2 separate regions of the Salvelinus alpinus genome follow, and region 2 is linked to region 1. The links are chromatin contacts, called in public Hi-C maps. All regions are on one chromosome and are shown on one strand. Each heading gives the region's core, a stretch centred on a gene start, on an enhancer-like site or on the middle of the called end of the contact. The rest is flanking DNA. Distances are from core to core; before and after follow the strand shown. Region 1 holds the start of LOC139559198 (endoplasmic reticulum membrane sensor NFE2L1-like). Region 2 holds the start of LOC139559206 (homeobox protein Hox-A9-like).

Region 1 (6,816 bases), core at 2,551-5,050:
CATTTTTACTAAGATTAAATGCCAGGAGTTGTGAAAAACTGAGTTTAAATGTATTTGGCTAAGGTGTATATAAACTTCCAACTAAGTGTTCTTATGCTTATTTCTCAGCTGCTCATATTAAGTACAGCTCCGCTGTAAAAACGAAGTAGTCTACCAGGCATCATTGAAAAATGGACTGGCAGGAAAGCGTGCTGCCTCCATTTGCTATTCCTGCCCATTGGATAATGGTCCATTTAAATTGAAACTAATTTTACATATAAAGACAAGATTACATTTTGAAGTCTGATGTGTGAAAATACTTGATGAGAGAACAGCTGTGCATCCCGAGGGAAGGAACAGTGCACAAGCTTTTTTTACTACTTTCTCAAATCAATAGGCTCTAGTCACATCATATAGGACATATACGTTCTCATTTCTAAGACATTAAGGTTTGTATCATTCACAACTAAAGTTGCCAAACACCTCTAAATCTAGTATATAGGACCTGTTTCAAACGCTCAACATGGCCACTTCACTAGGCACACTCGCTCCGGAAAGGGAAAAATATCCTTTCTATTTTAGTCAATTATATTCAAAGGTTAAATTATATTCTTCATACTATAAAATCATATAAAATAATGGCATGGGACTTAAGCATATCTTGTCTTCTAAATGAACCAGGCTACAGCCTATGACATGGAGCATAGCCAGGCCAACTCATTCTGTTCTTAGGACTCGACTCAAATAAATAATGGACTTATTGTGATGTACAGTATATTAAATTGATTTATTTTACTTTTTAAATGTAAATGTTCCGAAGGCGGGCATCAGTAGCTTGTATGCATGGAAATGCTAAACGTGCTTATGTTAATTAGCGGGCAATTACCGTGACACCAGCATGCTTTTGCATGACAATAACTGGCTGACAAAATGTCATGACCGCCACAGCCCTAGGTTACACAATACAAATCTCCTAACAGCTGCAAGTGAAGTCGTGGGGGATAAGATAACCCGGTCTTTGACATTGGACACTCCCAAGCCACAGCAGTGTTTTTCACTACAGTGAGTGTGGGCCTTTGTCCCTACAAAAACACACACCCAAGGCCCAAAGAGTGTGTAACCCTATGGGTGGAGAGAATAAGTAATTCAAACCCACAACTTACACAACAGGGTTCGTCATGTTTTACCACAGGGGCGGATGAGAATACAGCAAGAGTACAGCGTTTGCATATACGTTAATGCCAGAGGCAAAGGGGATGACTAAAATTGAACTTAATCCAAGTCCTCTTCTGACTAGCTCGGTCTGGACTTGTAAATTGTGAAAGTGGAACTTCTTCAACGATAAGAAACAAAGTTTTGTAGCCTAAATCCAACTGTCATTGTTGTAAGAATGTAGAATTTCCTGCACCTTCTTTGGAAAGTGTAGTGCGTGATCTTCTGAACAGAAAAACTGAAACCTAAAACAAGGTTAGTAGTAAATTAAACTCTGACAAAAAAAATCTAGGTAAATTGATGGCATCCAAATCGTCTTAAACTAGAGTTGCCTTGGGCCTGCTGTATTTGAGGACAAATGCTTTTACAAAGAGGGGGCAGGTACTAGGCCCTTACTTCCCCACCTATTCTCCTGGCCCACAGCTGGTGAACAAGGGTAAAGTGTGAAGAAATAACAGATTCAACAACTAGCCTCAGGGAATCACATCCATTGATCCAGCAGCTGTTCTGTCTCACTCCTCCTCAACCATAAAAACTGCAACCCTGGGAGATTCATTACTAGTGATGGGAAACAGGCTGTCTCAAACATTTGGGTCTTTAACCCAATTTTTCCAGAAAGTGTCATGATGTTAAAGTTAAGAAAAGATAAGGGGGAAATGAACTGGTTGTTTTATGCAACAGGGCCCTGTCCCTTTAATGGCGCATCTAGCACGTGATGAATGTGCCAGTCCAGCAATTTGTGCACTGCTGCTGCTCATTTCATGTCAAAGTTTGAAAATAACAAATACATACAAAATTATATACTTCTGTCAGGTTAGCCTACTTTGCTGTTAACATTTAATTGACAAGGGTTTGGGGAAAGTAAGACGATTACTGGCCACACACGGGAGTGATAGACAAACACGCACAAGAGACAGACGAAATAATGCTGGAAATGAATTGGCAGATAGTGTTAGGTTTGACTATGTAAGCCAATAGTGGCTAACCAGGGGTGTGATAATGTCAATGTTGATTAGATAGTAGCTTGCGGTGTCTGATACTTGTGAAATTTGTTCATGGCTGTTTGCGGTGGAACACTTAAATTGCATGTACTTTCAGAATTGTTTGGTGAACTGCGCTGATAGCTCGCTATCGACCTGTTGGAGGAGACCTCTGTCGTTTATTTATTACGTTGTGCTTAGTCAGGAGATACCAATCTAAAGGTCATCTAGCTTTAAAAAAAAATAACATTCAAAGTGAAAGTGAATGTAAAAGTTCAGCATGCCATGTGCATAGAACCTTATCAGTTGGTGTCATAACAGCAAGTTAGCTAGCTAGTAACGTTATTGGCCTAACGTTAGCTGTTTAGCTGGCTATCACAATACACTTGTCAGTCCCATTGTCAGCTACACTTAGTGTAGCTAAAGGCCTAGTTCGCATTTCATCACAAAACTTCATGGGCGACACATTAGTTAGAGTAGATGAAGTTTGAAGCCAGATAAAGTTGGCTAGTTGGCTGCAGTACTCGCCTCTTTGGGTATCTCGCAGGCTCCGGTGCTGGGATAAGGCCCCGGCTCAGTGCTTAGTTGGGTGGCAGTCTGGCACTCCTCCTGCCGGCCTCTCAACCTAGCGCTAACAGTAGAACAGCTCTCGTCCTCGGCGAGAAGGTCAGAGTCGTTGGTCTCTTCCCCGGTGCTCTCTGACGACAGCCCCGCATTAACATTACTGCTACTCGTACTGTTCGGTGGCTCTCCGAATTCCGATCTGTCAGGTACTTGGTGCACGAGCCACGCGCTCAACTGCGTAGGGAACCGGGCGGGCGACCCAAGAGCCCTCACCTCGTCCAGAAGCCGACGGCTGGCGAAGAAATAGTCCAACTCCGGACATTTGGGGTGCACGCTGTACCCGTCCCAATTGTCCCTCAAACTGTGAAACGGTGTCTGGATAAAGGCTGAGCTGGGACCGTCGTTAATCTCTAGCGGTGAGTAGTAGCCGTTCCAGTAGCTGTCGACATCCACGCGAACTCCGATCAAACTGAGTAAGATCGTAAACTGGATTAGTCCCTCTGTGAAGTATTTCTTCACGTTTTGCATCTTTTTATTTTTGTGGGGAAGAACGTCAATAAAGAGAAACGCTGATCCTAGAGTTCCCTTTAGCCCACTAAACAAAGACAATGCAAAACAAAAGAGCACGAGTTCCTTTCCCCTGTCAGACAAAGAGGTCCGCCCGTCCCCGGCGAAAACGTTAGCTAGCTACTGCACTACCGGCTTCTGATAACTTCCTGACAGAAACATGCTCTTAAACGAACAACTGTACCACGACCACATATAATTAACAATTTAATCATAGATGAAACTATAATTAACTGTAATCTCCCTTGTTTATTTGTCTGCCTTGTTTTAATCTAATTATAATATAAAATATATATTCCGAATCGGTTCTCTCCTGGGTTTAATGTTTATTGCTCTCTCACTCCCTACCGGCCGCGTGGAGGAGTCTTGGGGAAGGATTTGCATAATTTACAAAATGTGGGCCCATAGCTCATCGCAACAGGCTCCGATTGGCTGAAAATGTATTCTGTCATGTAGTGAGCCAATTGTAGCATCCCACCGCTCTTAGTTAAAAAAAAAAAAAAACGCCCCCTTCATTGGATTTCTGGCCCAAACACAGCCTTATGAACATACATTTATACTTAGCAATGTGCTTGAAAGTAATTTTATTTAATCTTGCAATATCTGAAACGGTTTACAATGTGTATCACAAGAACATTACCGTTATTGTGGAATGTTACTTTGCCCTTTAGTGTCAGGGGCGGGACCTCGACAGTACTTCCGGGGACATTTTCTTTTTGACGTTTGGCCTACTGACCTGCTTTCAACACTACACGATATGTACAGTACAGTGTTCACAACCATGTACCAACGGGTCATGTTGTTCTTGGGAACTCAGCAATTAATTCAAACATGTTTCAATAAAGTCTTTAGTTATGAATGATAGTTACTTAATCCTCTTCATACCTATGTGAAACATAAGGCTTCCACGAGAGAGTGCTACTGTTGCCAATCTATTGCTTGTCTGGAGATTGTGTTCCATGACAGAACACAGTCCTTCATCTCCTTCTCCCACCCTCAATAATGATATACATTGGTACATTTGATTAGTATTTTCTCTCATACAATAAAAAATATTGATGCCTAGAAAAATAAAAATGTAAAGACAAAAATGATTAGACTTCTATAAAATGTTGAACAAGTGCATGACACTTTCTTCAGTAGAGGTAGAGCTAGTGGGCCTAACTAAGTAGAATTATCAAATGTTTGATTTGACAGTACAACACTGCCATCCTGTATTGCTTGGCCAGCCAGACCCTGACAACAGATGATCAAATGGCGATGCATGTTCTGTGATCTTTTGGGAAACCATAACGCCCCCTAGAGGCATAGTTGAAACAAAGCGCGTATACAAATGCCACTTCAGCAAAACGATGACCATATTCTGAATGTTGTAAGGGATTAATGTAGTATTTATCAGGCTATGTTTGTGTCACAGAACACATAACTGACTTCCTTTCCATTCCTCCATGACCACAGATGGAGAGAACAGTGTCAGGCAACACTTACTCCCACTAGGTATCACTTTCCAAATAGTTTTAGATTCATGCTTGTGAAGGAACACAATAAGGAAAGGAAGCTTAACTACAGTATTGGACCAGAGAGCATCATTCAAATCATGATGAATCAGTGAGTTGTAATGTGCACTTTTATCTAATTTCACATGCAATGTAGGCCTACTCTATAACCTACTCTGTAACCATATAGGACTTGGGACAAAATGTTGTTTGGATGATTAGACATAGGCTTGTTATAAGTTATCAATGAAACAATAGCCAACTATCCGCTGTGGTGGGGTGTGAGGTATGTGGTGGTGGTGATGGATGGTGGTACTGGTGATCATGATAATGATTCAGAAAAAAAGCAGTAGGCTTTTTGGTCAAATATGGCTCCTACACACCCCCTGCTGGTGGTTAATGGAACATTCTATGGAAATCAGACATTGGAAGGACCTTGCATGGGGGTTTGCCATCACATTCAGTGTGGACCAGCCATGACCTACTGTAGGTATACAGGTGAACAACATGCTTATTTGCAGCACATTATGATACAGCATTATTTCCTCACAAAAATACCCCACTTTTCCATTCAATGCAGCAAGTATGTCTACAGGCCTACTCTGTTTATCACCTCTTTTGATTCCATTGATTTCATTTTGTGCCATTGAGAAATGTAGCTGTTTACTAATTGCTCCAACGGTATATTTCGCCCTTTAGTCGTTAGGATGAGCTTCTTCAGTTTGGTCCTCCTTAGAATACGCTTTCCTTTGCTAATGTAGTTTACGATAGTTACATTTTGAATTGCTCGTCACTTTTACATGTATCTAGTAAGCACAATATAATTCACTTCCTGTCTCACAGGCATAGCAGGTGTACATATGGTATCTTTTATAATGTTACCTCATTAGCAGAGCAGGTATTTATATGGTAGCATAGGGCAATCTGTCATCAGCATCTGTCTGGAACTATCATGGTCCACACACATCAACACAAGTCGTGAAGAGGGCATGATGCCTCTTCCCCCTCAGGAGGCTGTAAAGATTCGGCATGGACCCTCAGATCCTCCAAAAGTTCTACAGCTGCACCATTGAGAGCATCTTGACTGGCTGCGTCACCGCTTAGTATGGCATCTGTTTGGCATCTGACCGCAAGGCGCTACAGAGGGTAGTGTGTACGGCCCAGTACATTACTGGAGCCGAGCTCCCTGCCATCCAGGACCTTAATACCAGGCGGTGTCAGAGGAAGGCCCTAAAAATGGTCAAAGACTCCAGCCACCTAAGTCATAGACTGTTCTCACTCTCTGCTACCACACGGCAAGTGGTACCGATGCACCAAGTCTGGAACCAACAGGACCCTGAACAGCTATAAGACTGCTAAATAGTTAGTTAAATAGTTGACCAATAACTACCCAGAATATCTGCATTGACCTTTTTTGCACTAATCTCTTTTGACTCATCACATTTGCTGCTGTTACTGTTTATTATCTATCCGGTTGCCTAGTCACTTTATCCCTACCTATATGTACATATCTACCTCATATACCTTGTACCCCAGCTCATCAACTTGGTACTGGTACCCCATGTACAGTGCCTTCAGAAAGTATTTATACCCCTTGACTTATTCTGACATTTGTTGTGTTACAGCGTGAATTCAAAATTGATTAAATCTTTTTTTCTCTCACCCATCTACACACAGTACCCCATAATGACAAAGTGAAAACATGTTTATTGACATTTTACCTAATTAAAAAAAATGAAATACAGAAATATCTCATTTACATAAGTTAACCTTTGGCGCCGATTATAGCTGTGAGTCTTTCTGGGTAAGTCTATAAGAGCTTTCTACACCTGGATTTTGCAACATTTTCCCATTTATTCTTTTCAAAATTCTTCAAGATCTCAAATTGGTTGTGGATCATTGCTAACAACCACTTTCAGATCTTGCCCTAGATTTTCATATAGATTTAAGTCAAAACTGTAACTCGGCCACTCAGGAACGTTCACTGCCTTCTTGGTAAGCAACTCCAGTTTAGATTT
Region 2 (6,830 bases), core at 2,554-5,053, 320 kb before region 1:
TACGCATATAAGGTATCAACTATAGGGAGCCATAGGGCTTAAATGAATCATTTGATTGAACCTTATGCATATTTTATTTTACGCACAGTTCAAAATAATAGGGGATAAGACGCACTTCTCTTAATAATGCTGAAAACAGAATTGGTAGTTGATATGGAACATATGCTGCAGAACTCCCCTTTGCGCATGCATGGGTGCGCATAGACTACATTTTATTTTCGAATGTTTGCATTCTGCACATAGGGCCTCGCCCCGTCGGCGCTATGGTGGTGCATTAAAGCGAGATGAGAGAAACGCACTGATTGCTGTGCTTTCTCCTTTCTATTCCTCAGACCTACGATGGCCCCGACTGCTACGTGGTCGTGGGTGGGGAGGGGCCCTGCCTATCCGAGCGTTCCTATTGGCTCCAGAGGCTGCACGGTGGAGAGGGGGGTACATCTAATCATATCCAGCATGTTTTGCACAAGAAATGTCAGCCAGAAAGGGCTATCTTCTCCCCTCGCCAAAATACACTACAATAATGTCATGCTCGGACAGCCCCGCAGGAAACGCGTTTTTTGTGGATTCTCTGATCAGCGGTCGGACCGAGGGTGCAGGGGGACACTACTACCCGGGCAGCGGCGTGTGTCTGCCCCATAACACCGCCTCAGAGGTTCCTTACGGACTACAGAACTGTGGATACTTCCCTGGCATAGGCAAGCGGAGCAACGCAGGTCCCCAAAACATGATGTCTGCCGCGTCAGGCGCGTATATGTCAGGCATGGAGATGTGGATGGACGCGCAGAGGTCGTGCAGAATGGACCGAATGGACCAGCAACAAACTGTGTGTCCCCAGGTCGCGCCCTGCTCGTTCCCGCAGAGCATTAAGGAGGAGAGCGCGTACTGTCTCTATGAACCGCAGAAGTGCCCCAAAGCCTCCACAGCCGAAGACCTGACATACTCGAGGCTAACCACAGCAGGCTCCGGTTCAGGCTCGTGTACAGTCACCGACGGCGGCGGTGGTGGCGGTACTGTACCCGTGCCTGGCTACTTCCGCTTGTCTCAGACGCACGCACGCTCTCATAAAGTTTACCACGGTGCCCAATCGAACCCCTCTCATTCTCACTTTGGCCTACACCCCCCTGCACCGACTCGTTTCCACACCTCGACACCCCAGCTGTCCTCAGCTTTAGCCTGCTCAGCCACCGCGGAGCACGAGAGGAGAGACACCGAGGAGGCTTTGCCCTCCAGTAACGCGCCCAAGCCCCAGCAGACGAACGCCCTACAGGGGGACGAGGAGACGCGAGCGTCCTCCGACGGGGAACCTTCCTCTCCCGAGGAAGCTGAGGTGGAGCTCGAGAAGAAAAAGTCAGTGAAAACGACTAAAGGTGAGCTGAGATCATTAAAAGGTGTTGTCACTCACTCTGCCACGGTTGGTTTTATTTCATGCTGTTTATTGAAGCGACAAATAAAAAGATTATAACACTTGCCGAGAGACGGATTTCTGCTTTAGCATTCAGAGGTCATTTAGTTGTTTGTTTTTATTCAGGGTTTATATATGGTCTATATGAGGCCACACCATGCTTTAGTTGAGAATATTTTAATGTCTTAATATCAAGCGGGCATGAAAGTAAAAATGCTGTGGGGGAAAAAAGCAATGTTATTATAAAAAAATACATGTTATTATTTGTTTCGGCTTAGGCTATAGGTTTATCATAGAGTTTCCATTATAGGCCCTTGTTTCTTTGGACAAAAAATGACTTCACTGTCGCTCAAAATAGGCCTAACATTCGTAGGCTATGTCTATTCACTATCTACTAAAAGCGTGTTTTTATTTTTGTCTGTTGATATTTGTTCTTATTATAGTAGGTCTAAAATGATAGAAAATGTTATACATCTCATAAAATATCTTTGAATTATTACCTGCACATGTTTTAAGTTCAAGCAAAGTACACAAGGCCGTTGAACCTTCCTTATGGAAAGGCCTATATCAACCCATTGACCTGCACAACACACACACACACACACACACACACACACACACACACACACACACACACACACACACACACACACACACACACACACACACACACACACACACACACACAAGCGTGCGCGCGGCCTATCTTACATCCCAAGCTGTCAGCCTAAAAGCATGTATCTACCATTTCCTTTAGGAGACTCAAAAAGTGAGAGCACCGCCAACTGGCTAACAGCAAAAAGCGGCCGGAAGAAACGTTGCCCATACACCAAGCACCAGACACTGGAGCTCGAGAAGGAGTTCCTCTTCAACATGTACCTGACTCGCGAGCGTCGCCTAGAGATCAGTAGGAGCGTGCACCTGACCGACAGGCAGGTCAAAATATGGTTCCAGAATCGCAGAATGAAACTGAAGAAAATGACCCGGGAAAACAGGATTCGGGAGCTCACGTCAAATTTCGGTTTTTCGTGATAACACTGAATGTTTTTAATAAGCTTTGTATTAAACGAGCTTTAGTTATAATGCAAGTTGAAAAGGGCACATCTTTCTTAGGCCTACAGGCAAGCCTTTGCATCGTCCTGTATAGCTACTGGTAAAACGTGAATGTTACCGGTTGTTTCTTATTTCTTCCTATTTTTTGTTAATTGTTCGTTGATTCGGTTCTGTTATTGCTGTCACGTCTTGGAATAGGTGTCTTGGGTAAAATAATGGTTGACATTTTATCTAAATTGGAGCTACACATATAAATCACAATTGAGTTTTACAAATATATTGCATATATTGTGGAGTTTCTTTAAAATGGAGATTGCATGAAACAACATGATTCACACCCCCCTTTTCCTGCATTTTGCAATGTGGATCACACAAGGCCTATCTATCAACAGTGAGGGAATAAGATGAGTCGCCCTATCAATGTATTGTTCCGATATATTATGATGAGTTGAGGATCATTTAGTTGTGTAGACTCGAACTAAGGGAAATGTACATGAGCTGTCTACATTGTGAAAATGTTTTTATTGTGTATAACGTTATGTACATATGAGATTGTGTTTTGTGTATTGCGTAATAAATTATCAGTTCACATATACTGGATTAGACTGGTTTTTGAAGTCTGTGTTTATACCTCTGTATTTCTCGCCATTTTTTTCTGTAAAATAGTATTGGCATTTTGGACAGGCTATTGAAGTTGTAGGTACTCTTTGGGTTGTACATTACTTGGCTTTTGCCTGTCCGTTCAGAAATGTTTAAAGGATCCATGGAATAGCTCTCGGAAACGATTTAAATATTACACCAGTCATAATATGTCTAGGCGGTATAGGCACAGGCCTATAACGCTGCAAGGCGGCATTTGTAGAGTTTTATGACTTGCTCGTATATGACGATTCTCGCTCTCCCCAAAGACTGATTTCAGTCGAGAGAGAGACGTTTAGCCGGAGAGGAAGCAATAGACAGTGGTAGAAAGTTATACTGCGTTTTGGCATTTTTGGACTACTAAGTCATCCATTCATTTTGTGATTGGAATAGTGGAATAACTTCGATGAATGGGTAAGTCAATTTGTTGTTTGCGATTTGTGTTTTCTGGACTCAACATGTAAAAAGAAAGACAATTTCCAGTGCAAAGATTTGATCATGAACATTAAAGAACATGGTACTTTCAATACAGGCTCGTTATGAACAGCATTGGTGTTTGAAATCGATATGAAACCGAAGAAGACGTGGCGTTATGCATTGGCTGCTGTGCGTCTTGAGGCCTGGAGCGGACTGTGGAGTGGTTTAGGTAGTTTCATGTTGTTGGGATCTATTTTCTACCTCTACAACACGAAACTGTCTGAATTGGCCCAGTTTAATACATCGAAACTTCAGTCAACTTAGTCTGGGACACGTGAAATCTGATTGAATTGTATGTAATAGGATGGAGTGTTATTTGTTTTTCCATAAATATATGAATAAACAATAGGACATTTCTTATTTCCTTTAGCTGTTGAGAAATACTTGCTGGCGTGTATTTCTCTTAACATATCGTCAGTAATATTTATACAAACTCTACTTGTTATTTTCGTCGTTAAATTAAGCCCCTGTATTGCCTGCGTCCTATATTTATCTTGGTAAAAGCTCAGCCATAGGCGAGTTGGACTTGGATTTAGCGTATAGATAAGCATGTTTTCTGTCAGTCGTGACGCAATGACGCCAGACAAGGCCTCGGTTACGACCACTGCATTGGAGTGGAAGGGGAAGTTGAGTGTGCAACAGCGACCTCAGCGGCGCGCCGGTGGGCAATTGAACCGGATGCTTCCGCTGCGCAATACAGCCCGGACACAAAAGAAAGGAAGGGCTTTATGGCGATATTTAGATCCGCCAGACAAGCTGTTATCTGCGGGAAAAATAAGTGAATAACCCCTGCGGTATACTGGGTCCGTGTTAAAAACACCCTGATTTAGTTTACAGCCTTAAAGTGCCATTGCATTCACTTTTGTGTCCTTTTTTTCTTTTGAAGGTGCCTGTCTGTGCTGTGTTTAAGTGCGCATAGCCTTTATTTATCCACTAGCCTCTATATTTTGTTCTAATGTCTCTAACATATTTTCACCAAGCATTATCTGATTATGCACAGTTGTAGGCCCAATGCGTTCCAGGTAGATGAACGCCTATCTGTTCAGTTATTGGTATGAGTTATACCGTTTTTTCCCTTCAGTATGGGAAAACAGGCTGGAGTGGATTATTTAGCAGTAGTCAATCGCCTGTGGCCTGTAAGGTGTTGGCCTAGCTTTCAGTTTTATTTGACGGTAATAAATAGAACACGTAATTCTGTGGCTGTACTATCACGGTTCTCTAAAGCTATGGTAGGGTAAGGTTCGAGAACATGTCTGTGAAGTGTTACAACGTGTTACGCCGTCATTTCCTCTCTTCATACTAGTTCAGATTTGATCATATTGTATCCAGACTTGGGTTTGCATGTTCAGAAAGCCTCTCCTCGGCTATTGTTGAATTACATGTGTTGGTTTGTATTGTATTTGCGTGTCCATTGAGCGTTGTTCGGTTTCTGAAAACGAGTTTTATTTCTGCTTTCAAATTTGATTAGAACGTGATCTATGTGTCTGGATGATGAAACAAACAACCCCATGTGTAAAGTATCTATTCAATTATCTATTAATTGCATGTTTTTCTCACGAGGTATCTCCCACTTTTATGAGGAAAACTCATAAACTCAACGGCTTCTGTACATTATGCTGTATTTGTTAGCGTATTAGTTTCTACTTAATAGTGTATAATTTTTTTCTTTAGCCATAGTGGCTTCCATAATTGGCACTGCTGTGCTGGTAGCCTATTTGTAATAGTGCTAATGGTAATTATGGTTCGGGGCCTGTGTTTTGGTTGATCATGTCACATGACCTGGATTTTAACCTTTATTTGAAGCCTTTTCCAGAAATGAGAATTAGAACAAAAATAAAAACAATTGTCTGAGGATGATGCTGGACCATCTGACATAAAAATAAAAGGGTAAAGTTTGATAATATATATTTTTAATGAACGTTAAAATCCAGGTAAATCAAAACACAGGGTCCTAATTATGATAGTGGTCTCATAATAGGCTAATAGAACTCCTAGTAATAGTTGGATGTAAACAATATGTGTAGCCTATTGTTTAGTAATAGTGGTAAAGTATTTGTATTTGAAAAAGAAGCCCGCTAGGCTACAGGTCGATGTGCACTACTATGTGCATACTATTTTCTAGGACGAATATCCATAATTGTCGCTTATTTGTTGAATCTTAATTTTTTTAATATGCCACAATTAGGCCTATTTCCATGTAGGTTATTGATTGAATTAATATATTTTCTGTAATAGAAAATTGCTGTTTAATTCCTCGGTTTTGTTTAATAACCAGAATGTAGGCTATCCTGGATATTCACGGATATAGAATACAATATTAGACTAGAACAGTAAAATTATTCTTTCCATTTTTTTGTTTTAAGGCAGTAGTAAATACATGAACTTAACCGGGTAGACCTACTACTATGCCAACACACATTTCTATTCTATTTAGACATTTGTTTTCTATCAAAAATAACTATACGAATTTTAAAAAATCCATATTTTGCTGCTGAAAGGAATATTACTTTTACTGAGTAATTATATATATTTTTTCCAAATAGGCAATATAATAACAATGTCATAGGATGTTGATGAAATAACACATTAAACTAGTCAATTATTATTCTCAGCAGGCTTGTGGTTCTATTAGGCTTTAATCTTATATTGTATAAGGTTATTATTGTATAATACCAAACTAAGGCTTCACAAAATAGCATGATATAGCACCCCTTTGAAAGCTTATGTTTAATGGGGTGTGTGCGTAAAAGCTTGTTCATGTTGGAATGTTTCCTGACAATGAAAATATGAAAGGTTTGAACATTTTGACTGAGGATGAACGAGGTTACCTACTACGATGGAAAGCTACCCAGAGCATTAGTTGTAAGAAAGAATATCTGAATAATTTACGTTCCTTGGCGCCATAGAAAGAATGCAGTTTATGACATTTGGTTTCTTTAATAAGCCCCAATATGGCGGCGTTCTCCTGGTTATGTTCAGCCCCTGTATGTTTTGTTGTGAGTATCATTGGTAATGCTTATTACCCTATAACATATGTGTAAATATACTCGTTAAATGTGTGTTTTGGGAGAATTATTTATTGGATTCGCTGACCTATACTAAATGGACAGATACTTCCAATGGTATTTCAGTTTAGCCTACTCTCCCTTTCCATAGCCCTACATTTATATCAGCAGTAACTGTATAAAATAATAATAATTTGCTTTTAAAACTAGACATTGTTACGTTTTAAGACAGAGACCCGCGAGCATTTAATAGC

What was found. A called contact is a pair of places that touch in the nucleus more often than the background predicts.
Region 2: a Hi-C map of muscle shows a contact between it and region 1, with 7 times the contacts expected there. The contact joins the promoter of LOC139559206 here to the promoter of LOC139559198 in region 1. A contact is called at or near these places in 2 of 3 Hi-C or Micro-C datasets (muscle and red muscle).

The regions. Positions count from the first base shown.
Region 1 is chr29:18,575,186-18,582,001 of SLU_Salpinus.1, reverse strand. It overlaps LOC139559198 (endoplasmic reticulum membrane sensor NFE2L1-like), which reads right to left and starts at 3,800. Exons shown (of 4, transcript XM_071374981.1): 1 at 2,700-3,800. The coding sequence starts at 3,263.
Region 2 is chr29:18,893,968-18,900,797 of SLU_Salpinus.1, reverse strand. LOC139559206 (homeobox protein Hox-A9-like) reads left to right here and starts at 3,803. Exons shown (of 2, transcript XM_071374998.1): 1 at 3,803-6,830. LOC139559214 (homeobox protein Hox-A10-like) reads left to right here and starts at 470. Exons shown (of 2, transcript XM_071375004.1): 1 at 470-1,367; 2 at 2,160-3,048. The coding sequence starts at 470. The coding sequence ends at 2,434.